Linked DNA regions of Mus musculus: region 1 is linked to region 2. The links are chromatin contacts, called in public HiChIP or PLAC-seq maps. All regions are on one chromosome and are shown on one strand. The core of a region is the stretch at or near the end of the contact, and the rest is flanking DNA. Distances in the headings are between cores, read along the strand shown.

Region 1 (6,433 bases), core at 3,218-5,717, 650 kb after region 2:
CTTTAAAAACAACAAAAAAAGATTGGCCAGGCAGTGGCAGAACAGGGCTTTAATCCCAGCAGAGGTAAGAAGGCAGATGGCAGGCAGATCTCTGAATTCCAGGCCAGCCTGGTTTACAGAACTGAGTTTCAGGACAGCGAAGAGTACCCAGAGAAACCCTGTCTTGAGAAACCAAAAACTTTGTATTTATGTATGAGTGTCTGTGTGAACGTGTGCCGTATGTGTGTGGGTGCCCCCAGAGAGGACAACTGGAGTTACAGGCTGTTGTGAGCTGCCCCATGGGATCATAGGAGACGAGAACCCGGGTCCTCAGGAAGAGTAGCAAGTGCTCTTAGCTACTGAACTGTCCCCTCCAGCCCCAGCCCCAGCCCCACTGTGACCACTCTCCAACTTGCTGTGCAACCTTGGGCACGTTAGTCTACCTCTCTGAGCCTCTGCCTGCTCTTCTGTAATTTGGGACCTGAAACCTTGACTCAGACAGTAGTTGGGTTGCTCTCTTAGGCTATGGGCAGAGCCTTTTATTAACTCTCAGACACTTGCCGCAAGAGATGAGCTGCGGTGTGTGCGCGCGTGTGCTCGTGCTTCTGACCTGGCCCCGCCCTTGTCCAACCTCTAGGGTTTGGATTTGTCACGTTTGAGAGCGAGGACATCGTAGAGAAAGTTTGTGAGATCCACTTCCATGAAATCAACAACAAAATGGTGAGCTGGGATCGGTCGGGGGTCGGAGGTCGGGGGTCGGGGAGGAGGTTGGGGGTCGGGGAGACCGGGACTCCAGGAGGAGGCAGTCAGGGAAGCTCTGGGGTTCTGTAAATAGGTAGAGGTGGGGCTCTCTCAGAAATCAGCAGTCTGTCATTCCGAACAGTTCAGAATAGGAAATGAATGCCTTGGGACGGTCCCTCTCAGAGCCCAAGTGTCCACTTTTATATGGGATTCCCTACCTTGGTGGCAATGGCGGGGTATGCCTTTCAGCCCAGCCTGGTCTGCAGAGTGAGTTCCAGGAGAGCCAGGGCTACACAGAGAAACCCTGTCTCAAAAAAAAAAAAAAAAAAAAAAAAAAAAGAAGAAGAAGAGGAAGAGGAAAGAAGGAAGGAAAAGGGAAAAGGCGAGGATGGAAAGATGGGAATCTCAGCTCCATGTCATGGAACATGCCTATAATCTCAGCTCTCTGGGCAGGAGGATTGCCACAAGTTCAAGGCCAGCCTGGTCTGTATAGCAAGTTGCAAGCTAGCTAAAGCTACACTAATAAGACCCTACCATAAGAAAATTAAAGTGAGTTAAAACTAAAAATAAGTCATGTAGGAATCGTAATGCATTCACGGTTGGTCCGGTGCGATCGTTCTGGTGACTGAGCTAGCATCTGTAAAGCCCTTCAGACATAGTGAGCGCTCTTTAAACGGTAGTTGAAGTAAGAATGAGGAGGCCTGCTGTAGCAGCCTCTGACCGTCAGCTTTCGTTGCAGGTGGAATGCAAGAAAGCCCAGCCAAAGGAGGTGATGTCCCCGACAGGCTCAGCCCGGGGCAGGTCTCGGGTCATGCCCTACGGAATGGATGCCTTCATGCTGGGTATTGGGATGCTGGGTACGTGCCAGGCCTACACCTGTGGCTTTTTTCTTGCCTAGTCTTGCCCCTGAGGCTTCTGGGGGGGTGGAGGGGGGCAGGCTGGGTGGGTGTGACTTCTCCTCGTGGTCTGCCCTTCTGTCTGAGTCAAGAGTAAAGGCAAAAACTGTGCTTCCAATCTGGCAGACCTGCCCGAAGTGGACAGATTGGTGTGGAACACTGCCCTCTTGTGGTGGTTCTGATATACTGCAGCCGCCCCATAGTATCTGGTCTCCTGACTACTTGGGGTATCTGTATCCATCCCGTGTTGAGCGCCTGATGCATGCTAGGAATTTCCAGCCATAATTTTCCTGAGTTCAGGATGAAGTATAGGCTACCAAGAGAGTGTGGGCAGAGATAATTGGACCAAGACTCTGGAGAACCAGGAAGCACACAAGAGTTACACTGAGCCTGTAGGTTGGGTCTGCGGGCAGTCGTGGGGAAGAAGGGAGAAGCGTACCAGACAGGGAGAGTAGCATTGACAGAGGTCCAGGGGCTTGAGGAAGGCTTGGTTGTCTCACGCAGCTAATTCTCGTGTTGTTATTGTTGTCTTTGTTGTGTTTTGTGTGAGGGGTAGGATCTGCTGTCACTGGGCTGTGGTTCACCTGAAAGACAGGAGTGTCTTCTATAGAGGGATTCGGGGCCATGGAGGTCCAAGGAGCCACCTAAACAACCACGGGAGGCTCCCTGGAGTAGGTGATGGGACTAGCCATGAGCCTTGAAATCAGCTAAGAGTCAGCTGTGCTTTGAAAAGCACCCAAGGGACTGGGACGATGGCTCAGTGGTTAAGAACACTAGCTGGTCTTTTGAAGGACCCAGGTTCAATTCCCCAGCACCCACATGGCACCTCAGAACAACCTGCAACCTTAGTTCTAGAGGATCTGGCTCCTATTCTGCATGGCATTGTGCACATTGCATAAAAATATTTTTTAATTAAAAGAAGGGGGCAGGAGAGATGACTCAGTGGTTAAGAGCACTGACTGCTCTTCCAGAGGTTTTTTTTTTGGTTTGTTTTGTTTTCTTTTTCTTTTTTTCTTTTTCTTTTTCTTGGTTTTTTGAGACAGGGTTTCTCTGTGTAGCCTTGGCTGTCCTGGAATTCACTCACTTTGTGGACCAGGCTGGCCTCGAACTCAGAAATCCACCTGCCTCTGCCTCCCAAGTGCTGGGTTGTTTTGTTTGTTTGTTTTTGAGACAGGGTTTCTCTGTGTAGCCCTGACTATCCTGGACTGGAACTCACTCTGTAGACCAGGCTGCCTTCGAACTCAGAGATCCGCCTGCCTCTGCCTCCCAAGTGCTGGGATTAAAGGTGTGTACGACCACTGCCTAGTGTCTTCTTCCAGAGAAGTTCTGAGTTCAATTCTCAGCAACCACATGGGGTGACTCACAACCATCTGTAATGGGATCTGTCGCCCTCTTCTGGCGAGCAGGTGTATGTGCAGATACTCATACATTAATTTTTGTTTGGTTGGGTTTTTGTTTGTTTGTTTGTTTTTTGTTTTTTGAGACAAGGTTTCTCTGTGCAGCCCTGGCTGTCCTGGAACTCACTCTGTAGACCAGGCTGGTCTAGAACTCAGAAATCCACCTGCCTCTGCCTCCCAAGTACACCACTATGCCCGGCCACATTAATTTTTTTTTTAAAAAAGGTGAATTTCACAAAAGTACCTAGATCATGAGGTGTTATATGTATGCTCAGTCCTTAGGGAGCACACATGAGAGGGCACTCGAGCACATACACACATACACACACACACATATATATATATACATACATACAGAGATACACATACATATACATACACACATAGAGACACACAGACACACACACATCATAATACAGGCACACAGACTCACACATACATATACACATACATACATATACACACATACTCACATGCATATGCACACACACACAGAGACACAGAGTAAACAGGCTGGAAAGCCAGCTCAGCAGTTAAAAGTCATAACTGCCTTTGTAGAGAACCCGGGTTTCACTCCCTGGACTCATGCCTGCCCACACCCACACGGCCAGTTCCAGGGAATCCCGCAGCTCCTCACTTTCCCCGTGCAGGCAATATGCATAGACCAGACATATACACAAACACATACATACAAATAATCAAGGGTGAAGACAAACATTGAGAAGATGAACATACGGCCAGGGGGAGTTAGTGGCTAGCCTGTTCCAGGACAAGGCTGGAGAGATGAAGAAGTGCTGAGCCATCTCTCCAGCCCAGTATGTGTGAGTTTTTCCTGAGTCTTTTGAGGAAAGGTCTTTTCCTTAAAACTGGTTTTTTTTTTTTAAAGACAGGATCTGTTGGTAACTGGGTAACCTGGAACTTGCTCTGTAGACCAGGCTGGCTTTAAGCTTACAGAGATCTGCCTGCCTCTGCCTCTCCCTTCAACTGCCATAATGTATTTTTTTAATCTTTATAATTGTGGGCACATACGGGGGGGGGGGGTGTTAGCGCATTATAGTTTTATATTGATGAAATATTTACATCTAATGTACTATTTCCTACTATTATTAGTTGACCGAAAAATTTTTTTGCTATTGCCAGCTTGTTTGTTTGTTTGTTTGTTTGTGACAGCGTCTCACTTTTTAGCCCTGGCTGTCCTGGGCCAGGCTGGCCTCAGATTTACAGAGGTCCACCTGCCTCTGTCTCTCAAGGGCTGGGATTAAAGGTATGTGGTATCATGCCTGGCTCTATTTTATTTTAATTTTTTTGAGACGGACCCATGTAGCCCAGGATAGTCTAGAACTGGTTCGTAACCAAGGATGACCTTGAACTCTCTACCTCGCTGAGGTGACCAGCTTAGGGTGTGTTGGAGGTGGAGCTCTCTCAAAGCAAGTCTTGGTCCTCCCCGGACCGTCTGGGGCTGGAATGAGGCGGTTCACTGCCTCTCTTTTGTTGTCTTCCCATCCAGCACTTTGAGAAACACCTTTGTCTGCGGTCAGTTGTTTTTGGCTTAAGTGATTTCGAACAGCTATAGAAAAAAGTAATAAATGGTGCAGTCAGTCGGGAGCTGCGGGGATGGCCCAGTGGGTAGAGCATCAGCTGCGCAGTCACGGGGAGTTCTTATCCACAGCGCTGTCGTGAAAGCATGCATCTGGAACCTAGTGCTGGGGCCTTCCTGGTCACACAGTGTAGACGGTGGGGAAGCTCTAGGCCCTGGGAGAGACCCAGCCTCAAAATAAAATAAGGCAGAGAGCAACAGGAAAGGACACTCGTGAGTTGCTGAGCCCTTGCATGCATACACACCCATGCACCACACATGCTGAGCCTGCAAGGGCTGGTGAGGGAGAACCAGGGAGCTAATCGGATCTGAACCGGAATTCCAGTGCTCCGTGAGCACTGACAGAAGGCTTTCTTCTTCTGGGTGATAGAATGCCCACCCTCAGAGGAATCGCGGGACGACGCAGGAGGAACTGTAGCCTCCGTGCAGAGAGAGGAGAGACCTGCCTGACACCAGCGTAACAAGGCCTCAGTGGTCTCGTGTGGGTGCCACGGGCAGAGATGGCATTGTGTGCAAGGGCCCTGGTCTGATCTCTGCAAACTCTTGAGAAACAGCAAGTCGGGGCGTAGAGGCAGGAAGAGAAAGCTGTGTGAGAGATCGGGAGCAGAAGAAGATGGGAGCCCGGGTGGGAAGAGTTGGGTAACAGGGTTGTGTTGTTCTTATCCAGTTTCAGCTCTCTGTGCCTCAGTTTCCGTGTGAGCCCCTCACCAGGCCTCCCTGATACAGCACTTGAGAGGTCTTGTAAGATGATAAACGCTGTGCCCAGCTTGGGGCTTGGTGCATAGAAGTCTACTGGAAACCTAAGGCTTATCTGTGACAAGCTAGCTGTAGGAAGACTATGAGCACCCTCAGATCCAAGCTGGCCTTGCCCCCCGCTGAGGGCAAGGTTTCTCACCCCGTCGCTTTGTCCCATCAGGTTACCCAGGGTTCCAAGCCACGACCTACGCCAGCCGGAGTTACACAGGCCTTGCCCCTGGTTACACCTACCAGTTCCCCGGTAAGTCCCCCTGGGTGTCTCTCCACATGTCCAGCATGTCCCCAGTTCCAGACAGTGTGACTCCTCCTCAGGGTGGCGGGCATCTAGAGTGCATGGCCGGATGCTTGGAAGGAAGGGCGTGTCCGAGGAGTCTCTTTCTCCCACCCCCTCCACCGAGAGTGTGGGGATCCTGGTGTAGCCCTGCATGGTACAGTTTTGCCCAGGCCATCCATTCTCTGCCTGTTTTCTGACTTTCTCCATCCCTGCCCGACTTAAAAATTGCCAGTCCCTCCAAAGACAGCCCTGGACTTGGGGTGGGGGTGGGGGCTTCTCCAAGGGCCATTGGGATTCACGTCCTCACAAAGGTACTTAAAGGTGCTGTACTGAGTCTTCACGGGGTACCGAGTGCTGTATAGAGCCTGAGAGCTTACCCGCTGAACCTTAAAGCTACAAAATAAAGATAACACTAGACCTATATTTTAAACAGAAATACAAAACCCTGGGCTGTCGTGTTAGTATTTAGCATTGTTTCCTGTTAAGTATCAAATCATTTCCAGACCCTTGGTTGGTTGTCTCTGTAGTGCTGGGAGTGGACTGGACCTCACACGTGCTCCGCCAGAGCCACGTCCCAAGTATTATTCATCTGTCGTTGAGGTAGAGCCTAGGCAGGCCTCAAGTTCACCATGTAGCCACCTACTCCTCCTCTTCTGTGCTGTGGCTGGTTACGGGCAGTGAACCCAGGGCCTCCGGGATGTTAAGCAAGGCCTCTACCACTGAGCTACACATCCCAGTCCGTTTGGGTCTTATTTCCTGGAGGGGTCCCTAAGCATTTACCTCCCCTGTCCTT
Region 2 (6,506 bases), core at 3,155-5,654:
TGCGTACACTGTAGCTGTCTTCAGACACACCAGAAGAAGGCAGATATCAGTTCCCATTACAGATGGTTGTGAGCCACCATGTGGTTGCAGGGAATTGAATTCAGAACCTCTGGAAGAGCAGGCAGTGCTCTTACCCGCTGAGCCACCTCTCCAGCCCTGATTAAGAGCAGATTTTAGATCCTTGATATATTTTTAATGGCGGCTGTACTATGGGAGATGTGACCACATAGCAATAGTAGTAGACGTGAGATCTGAGAAGGCCAGATGGACACAGCCCCAGCCCTGGAGGGTCAGCTCAGGTCTTGGGAGGCTGATGGGAAATCTCTGTACTGTTTTCTCTGACATGCTAGAGGAAAAGGCTGAGTTTTCTTTGTTTTTAATTATGTTTTTAATGTTAGGACTTGAGCCCCACTGAGCTATAGCTCTAGCCTTCCTATTGCTTGTCTGCCTGCCTGCCTGTCTGTCTGTGGTACCAAGATGGAACCAAGTACATAGGAGTGATCCACCACTGGGCTATGACTCTCACCTCTTAGAACATTGTTTAGTTTAAATTGGTCTTACTAGGTTGTCTGACCAGCCTCAAACTTGCTACTGTGGCCCATGCTGGCCTCAAAATAGAACTCCTTCCCCAGCCTCGGAGTGTTGGGGTGCAGGCCTGCACCACCGTGCCCAGCTCCCTGTTCTGCTGCAGGATGAGGTCCTTTAGGAGCCGGAAGGGATCGGTCCAGTTGTGTGCGCCACTGGGATTGTATACCGACTCTTTGCAAAAGTCAGAGCCCTGAGTCCCTGGTCCTCCGAGTCCTGCTGGGCCCTTGTGTTCTTCTCTGTAATACACCTACCTCTCTCCTCCAGTGCCCTTGGTGTCTAGAATATGCCCCAACGATGTCTGTCGCATATGGAAGAGTGGAGCCAAGCTGCGCGTGGACATCACCTTGCTGGGGTTTGAAAACATGAGCTGGATCAGAGGGAGGCGGAGCTTCATATTTAAGGGAGGAGGTAAGCAAGCATTGTAGGAATCCCTTCTTGTTGTTACTGAGATAGGTCTCACTAGGTTGCCCAGGTTGGCCCTCGCCTCTCCTTGTAGACCAGGCTGACCTCTGCCTCTCGACACTGAAGTTAAAGGTGTGCGCTCCCATATCTAGCTGCATGCTACATTTGAACCAGTAAAATATATTTGTATTTTATTCTTCGTCTGTTTGATATTTGGTCTGGGCGGTTACTGTAAGTATTCAGTTCTTCATCCCTCTTATTTTGAAGATTGGCTAGTTCCCTGCTCACTCATTACTGAACACCAGTTGTCTGTCACACGTGAAATGCCACCTTCTGTCCCATATAGCTTGGCATTCCCTTTGTGATTGGGCATGGTTCTATAGTGAAGGGAGATGCCACAGTGCTCACCCGTGTGCCTAGTAGATCATTTACATTAACGCCATAGCAGTGCTCTGTAAAGGTCACAGGTGAAATGCATTGCTAATAAAGAAGAAGTATTGGGTTTAAAATCTCCATTTTGGGGAAGATGCTCCAGGGTCTCTGGTGAGTCGAAGAGTGCTGACCAGAGGAGCTCTGTGCAAGCAGAGTCAGTCAGTAATTGGTAACCTCAGAGGTGAGGCTCAGTGGGGGTGGAGGAGGGGAGGGGAGGGGAGGCCTCCATGTAGCCAGCTGCCTCACACTGGTCCTCTCCCTAACAGACAACTGGGCGGAGCTGATGGAGGTCAACCACGATGACCGCGTGGTCACCACCGAACACTTCGATCTTTCCCAAGAAATGGAGCGCCTCACCCTGGACCTGATGAAGCCAAAAAGCAGGGAGGTGGAGAGGCGGCTGACAAGCCCAGTCATCAACACCAGCCTGGATACTAAGAACGTTGCCTTTGAGAGGTACGGACTGGATTCCGGGCCACCATCTCGTCTGGGGACTGCTTTCATAAACGACAGGGTTGCAGTGATCGGAAGTTATAGCTGGGTTGGGACTTCTCTAATACGGCGTAATGCTAGTCGGTTTTAAGAGTGATCTCCAGGGCTAATCAAATAGGCATCATAATTGATGTGCTGTGCACGGCATCTCTGTGGCACAGTGTCTTAAGTCTCATCCCTGCGTGCTTCTGTGGGCCCCTTCTTCTGGGCTCCCTGGGTCTTTTTATGTTTTGATAGTTTTGGATGCACAACATTCCTTCATCCCAAAATGTGGAACGTTGAGTTTCCTGATGCTAGAGTTGACTGGAATTGTGCTGATGCTAGGCAGTCAGATTTATACTTAACGTAACGTATTGTCGCCCCAACCCCGCCTGTGAGGCAACAGTGGGGAAGAAGCACCTGAAGGCTGCTTAGTTCTTTCCAGGTCCTAGGAGGCGCTGGGAGCTCTCCGGAGAGCTCTCTATCCCAATGAGATGCCATCCGTAGGCGTCCACTGACACAGCCATCCTGTGCGATGTGCTGGGCAGGGCAGGGCAGGGGCACCCTGAGCAGGAAGGAAGTAGAACCTGCTATCTCTCTCTCTCTCTACCATGGAGCTCAGTGAACCGAGGGTATCTGCAGCATCTCTAGAGTTGGCCTAGGATGTCACGTCTGCTGCCTGTGAGTCAGTGTAGCCTGAGCTCATCTGGTCCTTGTTCCTGGATCCAGGCCTTCTTCTCTCCACGAGTGTGCTAGCTGATTGATCTCTTTAACCTTGTTTTCACCAATAAAATTGGTGAAGAAAACTCAGAGACAGCTCTGTAGTCAATTCTAAAACATAATGGCCCTTTTCTTTTTGGTCAGGAAAGCCACAAAGGCAGGTGTCTGACAGGGACTGGGACATGCAGCCCCTGTCACATCTTGGGGCTGTTTCTGCTTCAGAAGTAGGAATAGGAACTGGATTCTGAAGGAAGTCCTCTTTCCAGCCTACTGGCTAGGGACACTGAGGCTTAGGGGCCAGTCATGGGGTCCTCTGGAGGCTCTTGGCCTGATGGCCTTAGGTTTCAGCATGAGCCTCACAGGCAGGGCGGGCCCTCAGAGGCTCTAGACTAGAGGAGGTGCTGGGTCACTCCTCGGGCATTGTTAGAGCCATTGTTTGCTGTGAAGTGGAGCCTATCCAGGGTGTGTGGCAACTCCTGGCCTTAGTCCACCAAGTGCAGATGGGAAACAAGAGTGTGGCCCTGTGTACCGAGGACGGAGGTACATTGTGTATTCTCGGGGTCACAGGGTTTTCAGACAGCCAGCTCCAGCTGGTTTTCCTGAAGCTGACAGTAGGCCGAGGCGAGGGTGCTGAAAGACAGCTGGTTTTTTTTTTTGGTTTTTTTGTTTTTTTTTTTGTTTTTTTTTGCTTTGTTTTAATGATGTTCATATGTGATCAGTGAACGTTGGAATAAGTAGAGATTGGAGCCGCTCCTGAGTGCGAGGTTTGCAGATTCAAAGACACATGAATGATCAGTTCCAGCGGAGGCTCTCTCCGAGGTTCTTTGCCACATTGCAATGGTTACTGTCATCCTTTTCCCATGCCTATACGAGGAATTCAATGCTTATAAAGCACTACCCTCCCTGGTGAGTTTCAGGGGACGGTATGTAACTGGCCGTCCTTTTCCTGAATGATATGCAGCAAGAACAACATCCCTGCCACTTCAGAGCCGCCTTTAAACTTCATAATATTGAGTCACAGCCCCTGCTACGTGGCCTTTGGTGTGCTGGTCTCAGGTGGGACAGGCAGAAGGAAGCTGGGTGTCCTGTGGTCTTCAGATGCCTTGTGGTGCACACAGACCTGACAGAGGCTCAGGGAGTCACAGCTGGGTTTAACATAGTGAAGTCTGAGCTTCCCAGCTCAGATGCTGTCAGAGCGGGGCAGCCAAGAACAGCAGGAGCAGCGATGGCGATGTGTGAGAGCAAGTAACGACAGCCGAGGAGCGGGTATGTCTGCCTAGCACTAGTGCAGCATGGAACGGAGTTAACCCCGGGCGCATCTGGGGTTTTAGTCACTGGTGGCAGCAAGGGCTGTGACCTGCTAGTCAGGAGTGTAGTCCCGGTGCCCTGTTCTTGTTTGAACAGTGTAAGCTAGAGTAGCCAGCCTTTACCAGAGTCCTTTTAGGACTCTATCTCTTGCTGTGTGGGGTCATCTTCACCCAAGAGGAAAATTAACACCCATGGGTCTTCCTTTTATGATGGGTTCAAACCAATCTATAAAACTCAGTGTGTCGCCTGATTTGATTTACTAGAATCCCACTAGAAATTCCTTTCTATGGAATTTATGTTATGGAAATATAAATTTTACAAACTGCATTCTGCTCTTGTGAGCTGGCTAGCCTGCGACCATCCTCTGAGCTTCCTCTGTGACAAGACAGAGCAAAGGGCAGACGGATGGCAGCTCTCCACAGTGCCAGGAAAAGCTAGGGTGATGTCCTAGACAAAGGCCGGGCAGATGGGCTCCTCCCAGGGCAAGCTGCTCTGAAAAGCAGTCACACCCAGGAGTGGCAGGAAGCTCTTGCCTGTAACTCCAGCACTTGGAGGCAAGAGGCTTACAGGTTAGAGGCAGTCTGGCCCATATAGCAAGATCCCGTCTTTAAACAAAAACATAAAAGAAAACTAATCAGAACTTAGAGGCTGTCCTCTGATCCTGAATACACTTTCCCCTAGAAGTGTGTAGCCCTGATGAAATGGGTTTCTAAGCACATAGCCCATGCTACAGGTGTAGCTGCAACCCGGGCTGCCTCAAAAGTCACCCATCAGTGACTGAGTTGAAAAGCCACTCTTCATGTCCTTCCTCCTTGCTATGCCTGACAATGAACATGTGGTTCTCCGGCCATTTTGAAAGCTTTAATGACCTTCCCTAGCCTCTCAACATTGTTATGGGTTCTGACTCCACCTGCCTTTCTGCCAGAGGCGGGCAGGAAGCTGTGTGTTCACAGTTCTGAGAATTCCTGGATGGAGGAGAGGCTCTTGTGCCCTTGCCTGCAGTAGATGACCCAGATACATGCAAGCAAGACCTTGGACAAGGGCCATCTTCACTCATTTATTTAGGACAGCCGTCCAACAGATGTCATGACCTTTTGCCCCCTGTGCTGGCAGGTCCGAAACAGAAGCCAAGAGTGGATGCTCTCTTTGCCTGGAGTGCAGCACACTGATAACTGTGGGAGGGGGAGGGGATGTCTAAGCCATCTGTCACTGGTCGCATCGTTTTGTGGACAGTGGGACGACGATTTCCAAGTGTCCTTCACTAATGTCGGGGGCGGGGGTGGCCTGTAAGGGCTGCAGGGGTAACCTCTGTACATGTGGAAATTTTTGTGGTGTTCACTTTTGTCAGAACTAAATCCGGATTCTGGGGCTGGAGGACAGATAAAGCTGAAGTTGTCAATGGTTACGAAGCCAAGGTAAAAGCAAGCTCTTCAACTAAGATTCCCTTTAGCTTTTCAGCGGCTATGCAAATGAGGGGTCTGTTCTGATTGCTTCCCTGGTCTGCCGGACGGACGGACAGTCCCTGGGGAGGAAGTTCTAAGGCATCTCCTACCCCCTCTTTCATCTTACTGATTTTTTTCAGAAAATGGGACAGCATGCTCTGAGCAGGTCCGTAGCTTTATGGCTGTTCAGAAATGAGATGAGAGACGTTCTTTTGGTTCTTTAAAAAAAACTTATTATTATTATATTTAGTCGGTTTTTCTCTTTTAAAGAAGATATATAGTAGATAGCTTCTGTGATCCTTTGTTATTTAAGCTTTAGGTAATTTCTTTAGCTGACTCTAAGCCTTGGCTCCAAAACAAAACAAAACAAAACAAAAAAAAAACAAAAAAAAACAAAATAACCAAACCCAATCGCTGCAGCTGCTTCAATGCCTGGAAACCTTGCAGTAGCAATGGCAGTGTCTGTGGTATCATTTGGTATTTTGCCAGGGGACAGGCCGTTTGCTAGCCTTTCCTTAGTGTACAGCAGGGACGGAGGGAGTGTCTTCTGCTGGCCTCCATCACACTCAGCGAGACGCACTTAGAAACAGCTGCTGTGGTGCAGAGTGCGGTTTCTGCAGCTGTCAGCACACAGCCGACTGAGACCCCTCACACAGCCCTGATGGACAGCACAGTGCTCCCTCTGGCAACCAGAATCTCTTGTTGTTAGTAGAAAGCCAGCCGGTTTTCTCTGATCTCCCAGGCGGTCTAGAGAGCCGAGGTCTGGCTTAGTCAGTACTGTCAGGAGAGCACCGCAGATCACAGGAGACAGACAGGAGCAGGAGGAGCCCGGTGGACACCCTCCTATCTGCAAGACACCTGCCGAGCGAGTCCCTTTAGCTGGCGGGTGCAGAGTAACTGCTGAGCGCATCCCTGGGCGGGCGGGAGCTGTCTGAGGGGCTGAGGCTGGCTGTCGGCCAGTTCTCGCTTTGATTTTGCTTCAGCATTCTTGGTCTTGCGGTGCGTGTGTTGGCTTTCGGTCCCCCATGTCACAACTGTCTTTTGCACACAACCCTCAAGGTTTACTCGGTAAACAACGTGAGCGTGATAACCAGGATCCGCACCGAGCACCTAACGGAGGAGGAGAAGAAGCGATACAAAGGT

What was found. HiChIP or PLAC-seq counts read pairs in DNA pulled down with a chosen protein or histone mark.
Region 1: a contact with region 2 is called in an H3K27ac HiChIP or PLAC-seq map of embryonic stem cells, with 2.1 times the contacts expected there. The contact joins two enhancer-like sites.

What each region holds. Positions count from the first base shown.
Region 1 is chr5:115,439,869-115,446,301 of GRCm38.p6, forward strand. Msi1 (musashi RNA-binding protein 1) reads left to right here. Exons shown (of 15, transcript NM_008629.2): 8 at 617-699; 9 at 1,460-1,577; 10 at 5,527-5,607. Among named protein-coding and RNA genes, the nearest start is that of Msi1, 13 kb to the left of the region's middle. Within about 2 kb of position 4,468, at least 8 of the 459 cell types and tissues checked have an H3K27ac peak or open chromatin away from gene starts, as enhancers often do. A contact at or near this core is called in embryonic stem cells, where this site is marked.
Region 2 is chr5:114,790,412-114,796,917 of GRCm38.p6, forward strand. Ankrd13a (ankyrin repeat domain 13a) reads left to right here. Exons shown (of 15, transcript NM_026718.2): 5 at 853-996; 6 at 1,689-1,878; 7 at 5,270-5,336; 8 at 6,423-6,504. Among named protein-coding and RNA genes, the nearest start is that of Ankrd13a, 19 kb to the left of the region's middle. Within about 2 kb of position 4,405, at least 44 of the 459 cell types and tissues checked have an H3K27ac peak or open chromatin away from gene starts, as enhancers often do. A contact at or near this core is called in embryonic stem cells, where this site is marked.